Regions from separate parts of the Zea mays genome. Here region 1 is linked to region 2. A link is a contact called in public Hi-C data. All regions are on one chromosome and are shown on one strand. Each heading gives the region's core, a stretch centred on a gene start, on an enhancer-like site or on the middle of the called end of the contact. The rest is flanking DNA. Distances are from core to core; before and after follow the strand shown. Region 1 has its middle 140 kb from the start of LOC109944026. Region 2 holds the start of LOC100384206.

Region 1 (6,525 bases), core at 593-3,092, 300 kb after region 2:
ACCTCTGAGAATTCCCGAAGGTGAAGAGTTCATCTTGGAGTCCCCTGGTGCACCGGACACTGTCCGGTGCGCCAGACCAGGGCACACTTCGGTTATCCCTTGCTCTCTTTGTTGAACCCATTTCTTGGTCTTTTTATTGGCTAAGTGTGAACCTTTGGCACCTGTATAACTTATAGACTAGAGCAAAACTAGTTAGTCCAATTATTTGTGTTGGGCAATTCAACCACCAAAATTAATTAGGAAATAGGTGTAAGCCTAATTCCCTTTCAGTATTCGAAGCCAAGGGCGTCCATTACTCGGTTCAGCCTTTGTTTCTTTCGAGTACCAAAAGCGACAGTCGTCAATTGATCCTCTTTTTTGGTGTAATTACCAAGGATTTCATTGCACATTGTCTCTGTCATTTCCGGCCATTCGGCATAAGGGCCGCTGAAACTATTTTGGAATTTAAATCGATATGGCAGCCTTACAAGTTCAAACTTCCTCCCTTCATCTTTCTTTTTCGGCATTCCCCACCAACCTAATGTTGGAAAAGTTTTGTGGGTCAAATATTCTTGCACTAAGTCCCGAGTACTGATATGCTCAGCCACAACTCTAAATTCTACTTCGGCTTACTGGCATGGGGAGGCCAGTTGCATGTTGCATAATGGCCTTGTCATGCCGAAGCTTAACTTCAAGGGGCTCATTACCATACTTATGAGTTTCTCACTTTTCTTCTCGTCAGTCTTTACATAAAACCACTCATTGGACAAGCAGGTAGGCCACTTGGTTGTATGTGGCAGAGGTGAGCTTTGGACAAGCCGGTAGGCAACTCATTGGACAAGCCTTTACATAAAACCACTCATTGGACAAGCCGTCCGCCGTCGTCGCGAGGTGAGCTTTGTCTACCCCTTGCGCACAGCCCCGTCGCACCCTCGCTGCCGTGTGATTCTCGCTGCGCGCAGCACGTCTGACTTGCGCGCAAGTCACATGTTGTCGTGTGTGTCGTCTCGCGTCGTTCCGCGCATGTCGTGCGTGTAGTCGTCGTCCATTTGCATGTTCGTGCACGCGCGCCGCGCGTCCGGTCCGCACGTTATTTGCATGCTGTTTCGCGCGCGCGTCGTTCGTGTACATCGTTATTTGCACGCTTTAATAAAATCACTTCGCCATATATATCGTGGAAAATGGAACGCTCATGTATTTGCAGTCTCAAGAAGAAGCATCACGAAACAGATATAGCAGGTAAAATTCAGCTAGTAAGCTCATTTGGAACAAATGTGCCTATTGACAATTGGACGATTACAGCAATTTTACCGATCTGCCGATGCAATTTGCCTTAGGGGAGTACCGTCCGATCGAATCCCCCGGTAGTCTCGGCACCAAAATTGCTGCTAGTATAGTATCTACTGCTAACAATTGGAAGATCCAGATCGGTGAACGCTGATTTGCTGCCAGTGCCAGAAAGGAGAAAAACGCTTCCTTGTTGGGCCTTAACAATCCTCAGATAGGCATCGTATCTTAGAATCCGGGAAACGCTTCCATTTTACAGCCCAACAAAATTAGAAGGACATTATTCACAATCAATTCTCGGTTACCCTCCGCTTGTATAAAAGCAGCCACCATCGGCAGAGACGATCATCCATCCCAGTGCAAATCAGCATCCAACAAATCCACTAGGCTACTCTCCCCTCACGAGCAAGCAGCTGAAGCCATATGGCTCGCCAGGCCACCGCCCTGGTCGCATCTGCCTTGCTACTGCTGGCAGTAGCCTTCACGTCTCATGGTACGGAACACATAGTACATGCTATATATGCTATATAGTACGTACAAATATAATATCTTTCTCTTCTCTTTTTGTTGGAAAAAAATACATGAAAATTGTCTTTGGTGGCTGCAGATGCTGGTGTGGAAGCGTGGTGCCTAGAGTACCCGGCGCCGGACCCCAACGCCTGCCACGGAAGCGACGGCCTTCGTTACTGCCGCGACGAGTGCGTGGCGGTCGGCAATGGCTTCGTCGGCGGGGAGTGCAATAAGGGCACTTGCTTCTGCCTCAAGTGCGCCGACGAGCCACCACCGGCGCCGCGTGCTCTGTAGGGCTCATGTAGAGTCTGCAACGGATGCACATGCATCATGCGCAGCGCCGCAGATGCACCGTGCATGCATTAGGAGTGTTTTTTTATAATTAAGAAAGATGAAGTTTCAATTCATAAACCATGCGGTGTGTGGAAAAAAACATGATTTATTTTTGCAGTGATCTGAGTAACATTCGAGGTCCTGAGTTCGTATTTTTATTTTTGTAGAAGGCAGATTTTAAACGGGGCTAATTTTGAGGGCGCTAATTTTCCAATTTTAAACTATTACATATATCTGATTCGATATAGAGATCCGTAAAACATATATACCACATGCAGGTCTAGAGTAATATATAATATAGAAACCTATATATCTATTCTTGTTTTGGAAGCGTGTAGCACTCGCGTGGCCATCAAAAACATTTTAGTGTCCGTTCGTTTATCTCGGTCTGAGGCTAAGACCTTGTTTGTTTAGGAATATAATCCAATGTAAATAAGCTAGTGAGGAAACAAACAAGCAACTTATCTGATAAGATTATATAATCTAGCACTTGAGATTATGATAATCCTATAAGCTTATCAAAGGGTGCTTATTTCAGCTTATTTTTTATAAAAAGCCCACTACCCATGGCAAGTTGATTAAAATTACTTCCAATTTTCATCCACCTGTCCATAGGCAGGCCCGGGCGGGCGGGGGGGGGGGGGGCATGTGCCACCGGTGCACAAGAACAGGGCCCCCTCCCTCTAAGGGCCCCTAAAATAATAGTTAGCGATAGTTTAATCAATACAAATTTTAGTAATGATTAGAATACAAATTTTAGTAATGATTAGAAGGTCTAGCTAAGTCAGCTCGATAAGAATAAAACATAGTGTTTGTCGTAACAACCGAGTACCAATCTGTCATGCAACTCATTTTAGCTATATGGCGAAGTGCAGCTAGCACATGCTGGCATAACATCCAAACGTTAAGATCATTTGTTACCGTTATTAAGCCATTTCCCACATTAATAATTCAATCACGGTTAATAAATGAGATTAATCTATACCCTCTATTCTTAACAAAGAAAAAAAAAAGAAAAAATCGGTACAGGGCCTTGAATTATGCTGGCCCGGTCCTGTCCATAGGCGTTCTCACCAACCAAACAAGTAAAACAGACAAAGGTATTGTTGTATTTATATGCATATGAATAATAAGCCAAGTCCAAATAATCTGAGCTAACAAACAACATCACCTAGATTATTTAATTCAGAGCAAATAATTCATATTATATAATCTAGATTATAATTTAGATTATATAATCTATAAGTTGAAACAAACATGGCCTAAGAACAATTCTAACTAATCTATGTTATAATGTTAATACAAATAAAGATACCATTTCAGCTATAGAATGGTTCCTACGTGCTGTTTGGTTTGGGGTTTTTTTTGCCTGTAATCAGTTCACATCGTTAACGGATCCCACTCCTATCTAATCCCCTACGTAGTGAGAAGAAAAATCCTCTAAACAAACAATCCTCTAAACAAACAATCACAGGTTTCACTTAAATTTTTTTTCCGGATCACAGCTCTAACCATTCCATTGTCGATTACGTTCACGGAGTCGTAACCAAACAGCGCCCTAGAGCAAACGAAACCTAGCATCTACTCTAATGCACGAAACGGTTGTGACTCATAAGCATATGATGATTCACATCCAACGCACATAATATAAGCATACGATCAATGGAACACTTTAGGAAGGTGTTTTTCGAAACTTCGGCATTCAGAAGCCTTCGCATGTTTCGCGGATCGAGCTTATTACAAAAAAAATAATCTAGCATCACGAATAGGCTAGTGTTGGGGGGTCTCCTTTTCTGCCGAAGGACCTCAGGATAAAGGAATTGTTTGCAACCAAAGGGAGTGCCGAAGCTGCAACAGGCATGCACAAAACGCTGCAGGTTTAGAGCCTCGGCTCAACATGGTTAGGAAGATCAGACGTGGCAGTGAGTTAGCAAGGAAAAGACCTGTTTATCCTTGACATTTTGTAACACCCTGAATTTTGGGTATAAATTTTTTTTTACTCTGTACTCAAAATTTAGGTGTTACCCTTTCCTTTATTCACTTTTTTCCCTTTATCAAATCAGTAGAGAGTTATTTTGGTTCTATATTAGCAGGAGCTCTAGAAGTGTAACGATTGTTGCATTCATGCCGCTGCATAGTGTTTTCAAGTGCAAGAAGTGTTTGAATCATTTCAATATGTCTTGTAGAAGTCTCCCATAAATTTTCGTATATTTCTGAATATTTGTCTAGTTTTAGAAATTCAAAATCTATTTATTTGAGATACTTAAAAATATTTTCAATAGTTCTAAATATGTTTTTTGAGTTCATTGGTGCCAAATCATGTATAGGAATTTTCCAAAATTGTTGGAGCCTTCGAGATATTTTTTGGATATTAATATGAGTTTAGCCTTTTTTGAAAATGAATTTTAATTTTAAAATAGCATAATTACGAAAAATAAAAGACCTTCAAACCCTATCAATATATGTATGGTATATGTGGCTGGAATCCTCTCGTCGAGCCCTTTCCAAAATTCGAAACCCTGCCCTCATATTCAATTTGAAACTCCCGAAATCGATCGCCGAAGTTCGGAGGTGGTTCCAACTCTGGCAACAAATCCGGCGAGCAATTACTTTCGATCCGTGCGTCGTTGATGGAATCCGAGGGTACCGTTGCATTCGCCTCGTCGAGAGCTTTGCCCTGGTGCCTTTGATTCGTCGATCCGACCAACGGTTCATCCCCAATCGATGATTTTGTGTTCGGCTCCGGCGAGGGTCGTCTTCTCCGATGAGCCTCCACCATTGTTGTACCTAGGGTTTCTTCGTGTTCTTCATTTTCCTGTCCGTGCAGGGCCTCCCTCTCCCTCCCCTCACGTCCCCGGTGGCGGCGGCCCTCCCCCCCTCCGTTTCACCCCAGCGCGGCCCCCTTCCCTTCCCGGCGACGGTTAGCCCGACTGGTTCGTCCAGCGCTAGCCCCGTGCCCCTCCACTGCGCGCGCGCCGCGCGTGGCCGTGCGGCCGGCTCGACCCTCTCCCCCCTCCGCAGCCCCCTCCTCTCCTCCTCCCTGTCCCATGGTTGAGAGGAAGGAGAAGAGAGGAGGAAGAAGATGGTAGTTTTGCAGATTAGTCTCTGTTTCATTTTAATCTGTACGCAAGAATTTAGTTCAAATTAAAACTGCGATAATTTTTGCGTTTTAAATCCGATTCATTCTGTTCAAGTTGTGTTAGATTCGTATTAAAATTGTCTACATGTTAGAAGTAAAGTTCTCTGTTGTTGCATATTTTATCTAATTTATTTAAATGTTTGTTGGACCGGAGGTTAATAGAACGACACTATTTTAAATCCAATTTATAATTTTGAATTGCGTATTTATAAACCAACATCAGCGTAGTTAATCTTAACTAAACTATTCTTATTAAGTAATTGTTTAGTTTAATCATGTTACCTATTAATTAGTTCTCGCGTGTAGTGTCCGCCCATGCGTCGTACGCGTGTTGTGCGCGTACTGTGCACGTGCTGCTTCGCGGGTGGCGATTTTCGCCTCACACTGTTACTTCGTCTCGCTTATAAATCACTAATGTTATGTGAATTATTTATCTAACCAAAAGTTGTTAGCGTAGCAAACTAATTAAAACTAGGCGATAGTTTTAATTGCTTTTAATAAATGTTGAGTAATGCGAGTATGTCGAATTAAATGTTCTATTTCATATTTGTATAACGTAGACGCAATAACTTCTCAATCGTTATTTCGACCTCGCCGTTTCTTTCTCTCGTGTGACCATAGAAGCGAGCGCTAATTTGTATTGCACATGTTTCCCTTGTATGGTATATTGTTTCTTTATGTTCTAAGAATGTTGAATGTATGTTCGCACTCGCTTAGATAACGTTCCGTCCGCAAAGGCCGAAGAAGTTGTAGAAGAAGCCCCTCAGTAGCAATATTTTGTTGCAGGCAAGTGTCCTCTAACCTATTATGTCCTATGTATTATATAATTCATTGTCCCACATACTATGACTAACCTAAGGATTGACTAACCTTCTATTTATCCTACCCTTGATTACCTTTTTGGGTCGGGTTATTATAATCAGCTACTTACTAGTGCTTTATCCTAATCAACGAACATGGTGAGAATTACTTTATGATACTATGATTCATTATGATTATGATTATGATCTTATGGTATTTTAGGGGCTCGGGCGGTTTCCTGAGTGCATCTCCGTAAGGACCTATTCATTGAGAGACCACCCGGGATAACACTATAGCCATGAGGGTGGAATGGGACGTGCTTAGCTGATTAATTGGATGAACTTGGGGGTGTAGTTGGCTTTGTCATTGTGCCGTCAATGGGGGCCGAAGCTTAGTGCTTGCTTTGCTAAGGGTGGGTGCTGAGGTTCATTCGATTTGGTTTTGTTAGTCACTCACCTTAGGAAGGAGTACTATGT
Region 2 (6,532 bases), core at 2,225-4,724:
GGGCCGGACCGTCCGCTCGCTCACTTTTGGTTCGAACAGTTATGTAATTCAATATGATATGACAGTTTATTGTGATAAAATATTAGATTGAATGATTGATAATAGCCTAAGGTGGTTCTAGCATTACTGCACGGAAAACAAGAGATGGACTGGATACGAAGCAGCATCCGAGCACGAGACAGCCAGCGGCTGCTGCTATAGGTTGTGCACATGCCGCCCCACTACTACCACTCACTAGTCGCCACAATTTGGTGTGGCCTTCCTTCCCCAGCAAAGGCAAACCCCCATCCCGGTGTAGCAATATAGCAAACGTGTCCCGGTTGTCTGCCGCCGTTGCACAGCACTGGGACTGGGATGACCGGTGTCCAAGAGCCGCTCAGTTCCGTTCCGTGCTCCGCGGGTGGGCCCGCCGCTCCACTCGCCGCGCCCTCCCGACCTCCCGCCACGTGCCCCCCTCGCCGTGACGTGGGTGGTGGACCTCACCACCACCCGCCGCGCGCCTGGCCGCCTCCATATATACCGCGCCCCGCCTCTCGCCTTCCGCCTCATCACTCTGCTAGCTGCCCCGGTCTCCTCCTCACACTCCCTCTATCGCCAGGCAACAGCAGCGCATGCCAGCAGCAGCGCTCCCGATTCGGCGCCACCTCGATCCCCAGTCCCCGTCCACACCACCCAATCCTGCTGTGTTCTTGCTGCAGCCGTTGGTCTCCTGCTTTGTTCGGGTGCTAGCTGCCACGCGCGATGCCTCCTAACGCCCAAGACGTGCACGGGAGCAGCGGCGGGCTCGCCATGACAGCCCCGGCGGCGTCCAAGATGGACTGCTTCTTAACCGCCGTCTGCACGCCGCTCAACCTCCAGGTACGTCGTATGCCTGCGCTGCGACCTAGCTAGGATCGACTAGCCAGAGGACGACTTGGCCACTCGACACGCCATTGGAGTGAACTGAACTGAATCCCTCATCCATGTCGTCGTCGTCGTTTGTCTGCAGTTCATCGACGTGTCGTACCGTGTGAAGCAGACGGAGCGGTCCTCGAAGGCGGCGCCGGGCGGGCGGATATCGCACTCCGGTTCCGGCGCCGCGGCGCCGGAGGAGCGGACGATCCTGAAGGGGATCACCGGCGAGGCGCGGCCCGGGGAGGTGCTGGCGGTGCTGGGCCCGTCGGGGAGCGGCAAGTCGACGCTGCTGTCCATACTGGGGGGCCGCCTGGCGGGGCACCACGGCGGGACGGTGCTGGCGGGCGGGCGGCCCCCGTGCCGCGCCGTGCAGCGGCGCACGGGGTTCGTGGCGCAGGACGACGTGCTGCACCCGCACCTGACGGTGCGCGAGACGCTGGCGTTCTGCGCCATGCTGCGGCTGCCGCGGTCGGCGCCCGCCGCCGCCAAGGCCGCGGCGGCCGAGGCCGTGATCGGCGAGCTGGGCCTGGGCGCGTGCGCCGACACCATCGTCGGGAACGCCTTCGTGCGCGGCGTGTCCGGGGGCGAGCGCAAGCGCGTCAGCATCGGGCACGAGCTGCTGGTGAACCCGAGCCTGCTGGTCCTCGACGAGCCCACGTCGGGGCTGGACTCCACCGCCGCGGCGCGCCTCGTGGCGACGCTGTCGGCGCTGGCGCGGAAGGGGCGCTCCGTCGTCCTGTCCGTGCACCAGCCGTCCTCCCGCGTCTACCGCATGTTCGACTCCGTGCTGCTGCTCGCCGAGGGCAGCTGCCTCTACTTCGGCGCCGGGCGTGACGCCATGGACTACTTCGCGTCCGTCGGCTTCGCGCCGGGATTCCACGTCAACCCGGCCGACTTCATGCTCGACCTCGCAAATGGTGAGTCATCGTATTATGTACGTGTGCCTACGCCACAGGCTACTGCAGCTTTGCCTTGCATGCGTGTCTCTCTCTTCTAGCTGTTTCAGTTTCGATCTATTCATCGTCTTAACTAATCAGAAGAATTTTAAAGAGTTGAAACACACATTTAGGGCTGATTTGGTGATTAGGGATCCCTAGGCATCCATGGGGGAGGAATCCCCTTGCAATTCAATTTTGAATAGCAAGAGGATTTCTTCCCCTCGGGATTCTCGGTCACCAAATCAGCCTTAGAGACATGCATCAATAGATCGAGTACTAAATTCTGGCATGCAATTGAGCGACGGCATGCACCAACAGAAAGAGATATACATATACATCGTGTTAAGATGGAGAGGAAAAGTGGCGTTGAAGTCAGAAGTACTATAGCTAGAGTCCGTGTTGGTGTGTTCTTATTGCTACCGTTTTCTGCAATTGTGAGGACTAGATTCATCAAGTGGCCGGAGACAAGCAAAACATCGAGTGAGTGTGGAGTGCACCGAACAAAGAAGAGAGAGAGAGAGGCATGAGAGGAAAAAAAAGGAGTGGAGAGAGAGAGGGGGGTGAGTAGTGCCTCTTGCATCCATAGTGTTCTCTCGCTTTCTTTTTCCTTTCTGCAAAGCACTTTAAGGTTGAAAAAAAAAAACATCTAAGGGACACCTGTCACTGAAGGTCTGAAGGTGGGAATTAGGACACTACCCCAGTGGCTCCTCCTCCCACGGAATGGTAGATGCTCACGTTCTTTTCAATCCTAAACCATTCTAGCCTCAACGTATTAGATACTTAGGTATACGTAGAGAGAGAGAGAAAAGTTATATATATATATATATATCTAAAAAACCAGAATGACTTATAATTTAAAATAGATGCAGTAATAGATATTCGCAGGTGTGTGTATATATATCACCACTCAGTTCGGACTACCACCCAAAGATCGAGTTGAAAGCATCCCTGTGTTCCAACTTCCAAGACCTGTTTCGGCATAGGCCACTCGTAAACGACGCGCGTCGACAGTCACCAACATGGGGTTTGGTTTTGTCCAAACACAGGCGATTAATTGTTAGTGTATAGTACAGAGAAAGTTGCGGATGAGCTCCATACATTACTGTGAACCCAAGTACGCAACACGTACGCAAACACATCCCTGGTCGTCTAGCACAGGCGAGTGTGCATGACGGATGGATCTTCCGACACTCGCGGCAGCTTTTAGTTGGATCTGGTTTCCTTTACTAATTGCCTCTTTTTTTTATTATGGTGCTAATACACGGTATTATGTTGATGAAGAGAGATAAAAAAATCCATAGGAACGAACATTTTGGTATAAACTTCCATCACAACTAAGACCTTGTTCGGTTAGCTCTCAATATATGTGGATTGACTGAGATTGTGTAAGTTTAAATCCCAAGCAAATTAAAGTTTTTCCAAATTTTTTCTAATCTTAACAATCCATGTATAATGGGAATAAAGGAGAGGTGCATATGGGTGTCAAAACACTATTTCTCCATTGTGTACTGCACTGTTTAGACGATGGAACGAGAGGTGAGAATGAGTAAAGCTGCTCGAGATAGGCAGTGACCTTAACATATATGCATGCGATCGCTGGATATGTATGCACGCTAGACTTGGAAACATATGCCCTGCTTCATGCTGGCTTTAGACAGGAGGAATCATATCGTTTCCCTCTGCAGAATTGCCCTGTTTCTGGAGCCTAGGCCACTTTCGATCTCTTCTGCCCCCCCTTTTTGCCTTTATTTTGGAGTTGGGCCGGGGGCACCCTCACCTCTTTTTTTTATTCATTCATTAGCTCAGTGCACCAGCACATCAGACCAAAGCTAGCACGATGGCATGGCAATACTCGATGAGAAATTGTTATACTGGGCCCCGCCTCCAAGAGAATTTTTCTCAAAATTTATTTTGAACAGGTTTCGCCCAGGCAGACTACAATGCCGTCACAACACAACAGCAAGGCGGCAGCAGCGTGAAGCAGTCGCTCATCTCGTCCTACAACAAGGTGCTGGCCCCGAGGGTGAAGGCCTCCGTCGTGGCCGCGGAGCCGCCACCGCCGCCGCACGTGCAGAGCGGCGGCGAGGCGGCGGAGAGCTGCAGCACGAGCTGGTGCAACCAGTTCACGGTGCTGCTCCGGCGCAGCCTCAAGGAGCGGCGGCACGAGGCGTTCGCGTCGCTGCGCGTGTTCCAGATCATGGCGCCGGCGCTGGTGGCGGGCGCCATGTGGTGGCGCTCGTCGCCGCTGGCGGTGCAGGACCGCCTGGGCCTGCTCTTCTTCGCCTCCATCTTCTGGGGCGTCTTCGCCTCCTTCAACGCCGTGTTCGCGTTCCCGCAGGAGCGCCCGGTGCTGGCCCGCGAGCGCGCCTCGGGGATGTACGCGCTCTCGTCCTACTTCCTGGCCCGCACCGCGGGGGACCTGCCCATGGAGCTCGCCCTGCCCACCGCCTTCACCGTCGTCGTCTACCTCATGGCGGCGCTCAACCCGTCCCCCGTCGCGTTCGCGCTCACGCTCGCCGTCGTCCTGGCCTACGTCCTCGTCGCCGGCGGCCTCGGCCTCGCCGTCGGCGCACTCATGATGGACGCCAAGCGCGCGTCCACGCTGGTCACCGTCATCATGCTCGCATACCTCCTCACCGGCGGCTTCTACGTGCACAGCGTGCCGCGGTTCATGGTCTGGACCAAGTACACCTCCTTCACCTACTACTGCTACCGCCTGCTCATCGCCGTGCAGTACAGCGGACACCTCAAGCGCCTGCTCCCACCGGAGGCCGTCCACGGCGAGGTTGGCCCCGGGGCCTGCGTCGCCGCGCTCGTCGCCATGTTCTTCGGCTACCGCCTGCTGGCGTACGTCGCGCTGCGCCGCGTCAGGAAATGATCCATCTGATGATCTCAACGCGCCGTCGGCAGTCGCTGTAGCTAGCTAGGGAAGTGTCCATTAACTATTGCATGCGTGCGCCTTGGCCCAGCCGGTAAGGCCACCAAAATTCTCAATTCGTGGAGAGCATACTGAATTGCTCCGGCTTCCATTCCATCAGAGTGCGAAAGCTGAAAGCCATTGTTCGTTCTACCATGTGTCCAAGTTCTAACTTCTAGGCAAGTTTCTGTGTCACAATGCTATCAGCGCACTGCTCTGATTGGGCCGAGCAAAGGTCTTTGGGCTGGACTACAGGCCAAATATCGACCATGGATAAACAAGGGAAGCAATATAAAAAGAGGAGAACAGTAGCTGAGAGGGCATCGAGGAACATCTGGACGACGAACCGGGAAACTGGCGGCGAGATCACGCTCGAGGCTAGATTACTCCTTCTCCTCATGTATCTAGAGAACTAATTCCTCTTCTATATTCGAGTTGGTGGTAAACTATATTGGGTCTGTTACATTCTGGTGCCGCATATTTTTTTTTTCAATGTCCCTGGATCCATAGAACCATGTCCCAACCAAAATTCATGCAAGGTACTTGTCACATACGAATCAAATTGGCTACTGGCTAAACCATGTGTTCCAAACAAGCAGTGCGACTCCAGTTGAGAGCGTGAAATCAAACTCCCACCTCCGTATCCTGGAGCAAGGGAAAGAGGTCACCAGGGCCCGAGTTGCGGCCTTGGAGGAGGAGCTCGGCGGTCGAACTAAGGAGAAACTCCTGGCCTCTCTGCGCAACAACACCTTTTAGGGTTGATTTGGTGACAAGAGGATCCCGGGAGGATTGGAGGGGATTGAGGGAAAATAAACTAATTTCCCCCTCAATTCCCTCTGATCCTCCCGGGATCCCGGGTCACCAAATCAGCCTTTAATAGTTTTTTTTTCCTAAAGCTAGGCGTCCGCTGCCCGCTCTCCCCCTCTGATGGCCTATGTCTTGTCCGGTCAGCCATACACTACCGGAATCCGGCTCTTTGTCGATTGATCGGCGCTTTACCGAGTGCTGCAATCGGTAAATTTCTGCTCTCGGTAATGACCGCGTTTAACGAGAGAAGGACTCTCGGCACAGAAAGATACTTGGCAAAGACAACTTTGCCGAATGCCAACCACTCGGCAAAGGACCGTCAGCAGCCGTCTATATCTGACAGCTGTTATCTTTGCCGAGTACCGGTCCCTGACACTCGGCAGAGCGTGTTGTCCCGAGTGTCATTCTTGGACACTCGGCAAAATATTTTTTCCAACCAAACTTTTTGTGCTATGTTCCTACACTATGTAGACCTACATGTACCATTTGACATAATTATAAAAGTGTTTTCTATAACTAATAGATTTAGTTCATTTAATTGAATTTCTTCGGAAAATTCACATTTGAACTGCAAGTCACTCGAAATATGAAAAATCGTGCATGAAAAAATGATATGCATGTTATTTCACAAGTTACGACCGATTTCAATAACAGACCGGAATCTTGGAGCACCATGCTCACTAAACATGACCGTGAACTTGCCATCCAGTTGTTTAAAAATTGTATAAAACACAAACAAAATCAGAAAATCAGGATACTTGTCCACATGTCATGATATCATATGCAGAGGCTGTGATAAAAATTTGAGAATGTTTCAAGAAAGTTGTGACGCACTACGTGTATAAACCTAGCCGGTCTACATTAAAACTCTATGATTTCATGTGTAGGCTACATAGGTTTCTACACGTAGTGCATCATAACTTTCTCAAAACATTTTCAAATTTTTATGACAGCCTCTACATATGATATCATGACA

What was found. Hi-C and Micro-C count contacts between places; a contact is called where the count stands out from the background.
Region 1: a contact with region 2 is called in a Hi-C map of tassel, with 4 times the contacts expected there. The contact joins two enhancer-like sites. A contact is called at or near these places in 2 of 25 Hi-C or Micro-C datasets (ear and tassel).

What each region holds. Positions count from the first base shown.
Region 1 is chr2:137,520,154-137,526,678 of Zm-B73-REFERENCE-NAM-5.0, forward strand. No RefSeq gene overlaps it. Among protein-coding and RNA genes, the nearest start is that of LOC109944026, 140 kb to the left of the region's middle. Within about 2 kb of position 1,843, at least 3 of the 20 cell types and tissues checked have an H3K27ac peak or open chromatin away from gene starts, as enhancers often do. A contact at or near this core is called in tassel, where this site is marked.
Region 2 is chr2:137,217,542-137,224,073 of Zm-B73-REFERENCE-NAM-5.0, forward strand. LOC100384206 reads left to right here and starts at 573. Exons shown (of 3, transcript NM_001357510.1): 1 at 573-858; 2 at 989-1,811; 3 at 3,752-4,930. The coding sequence starts at 742. The coding sequence ends at 4,710. Within about 2 kb of position 3,475, at least 8 of the 20 cell types and tissues checked have an H3K27ac peak or open chromatin away from gene starts, as enhancers often do. A contact at or near this core is called in tassel, where this site is marked.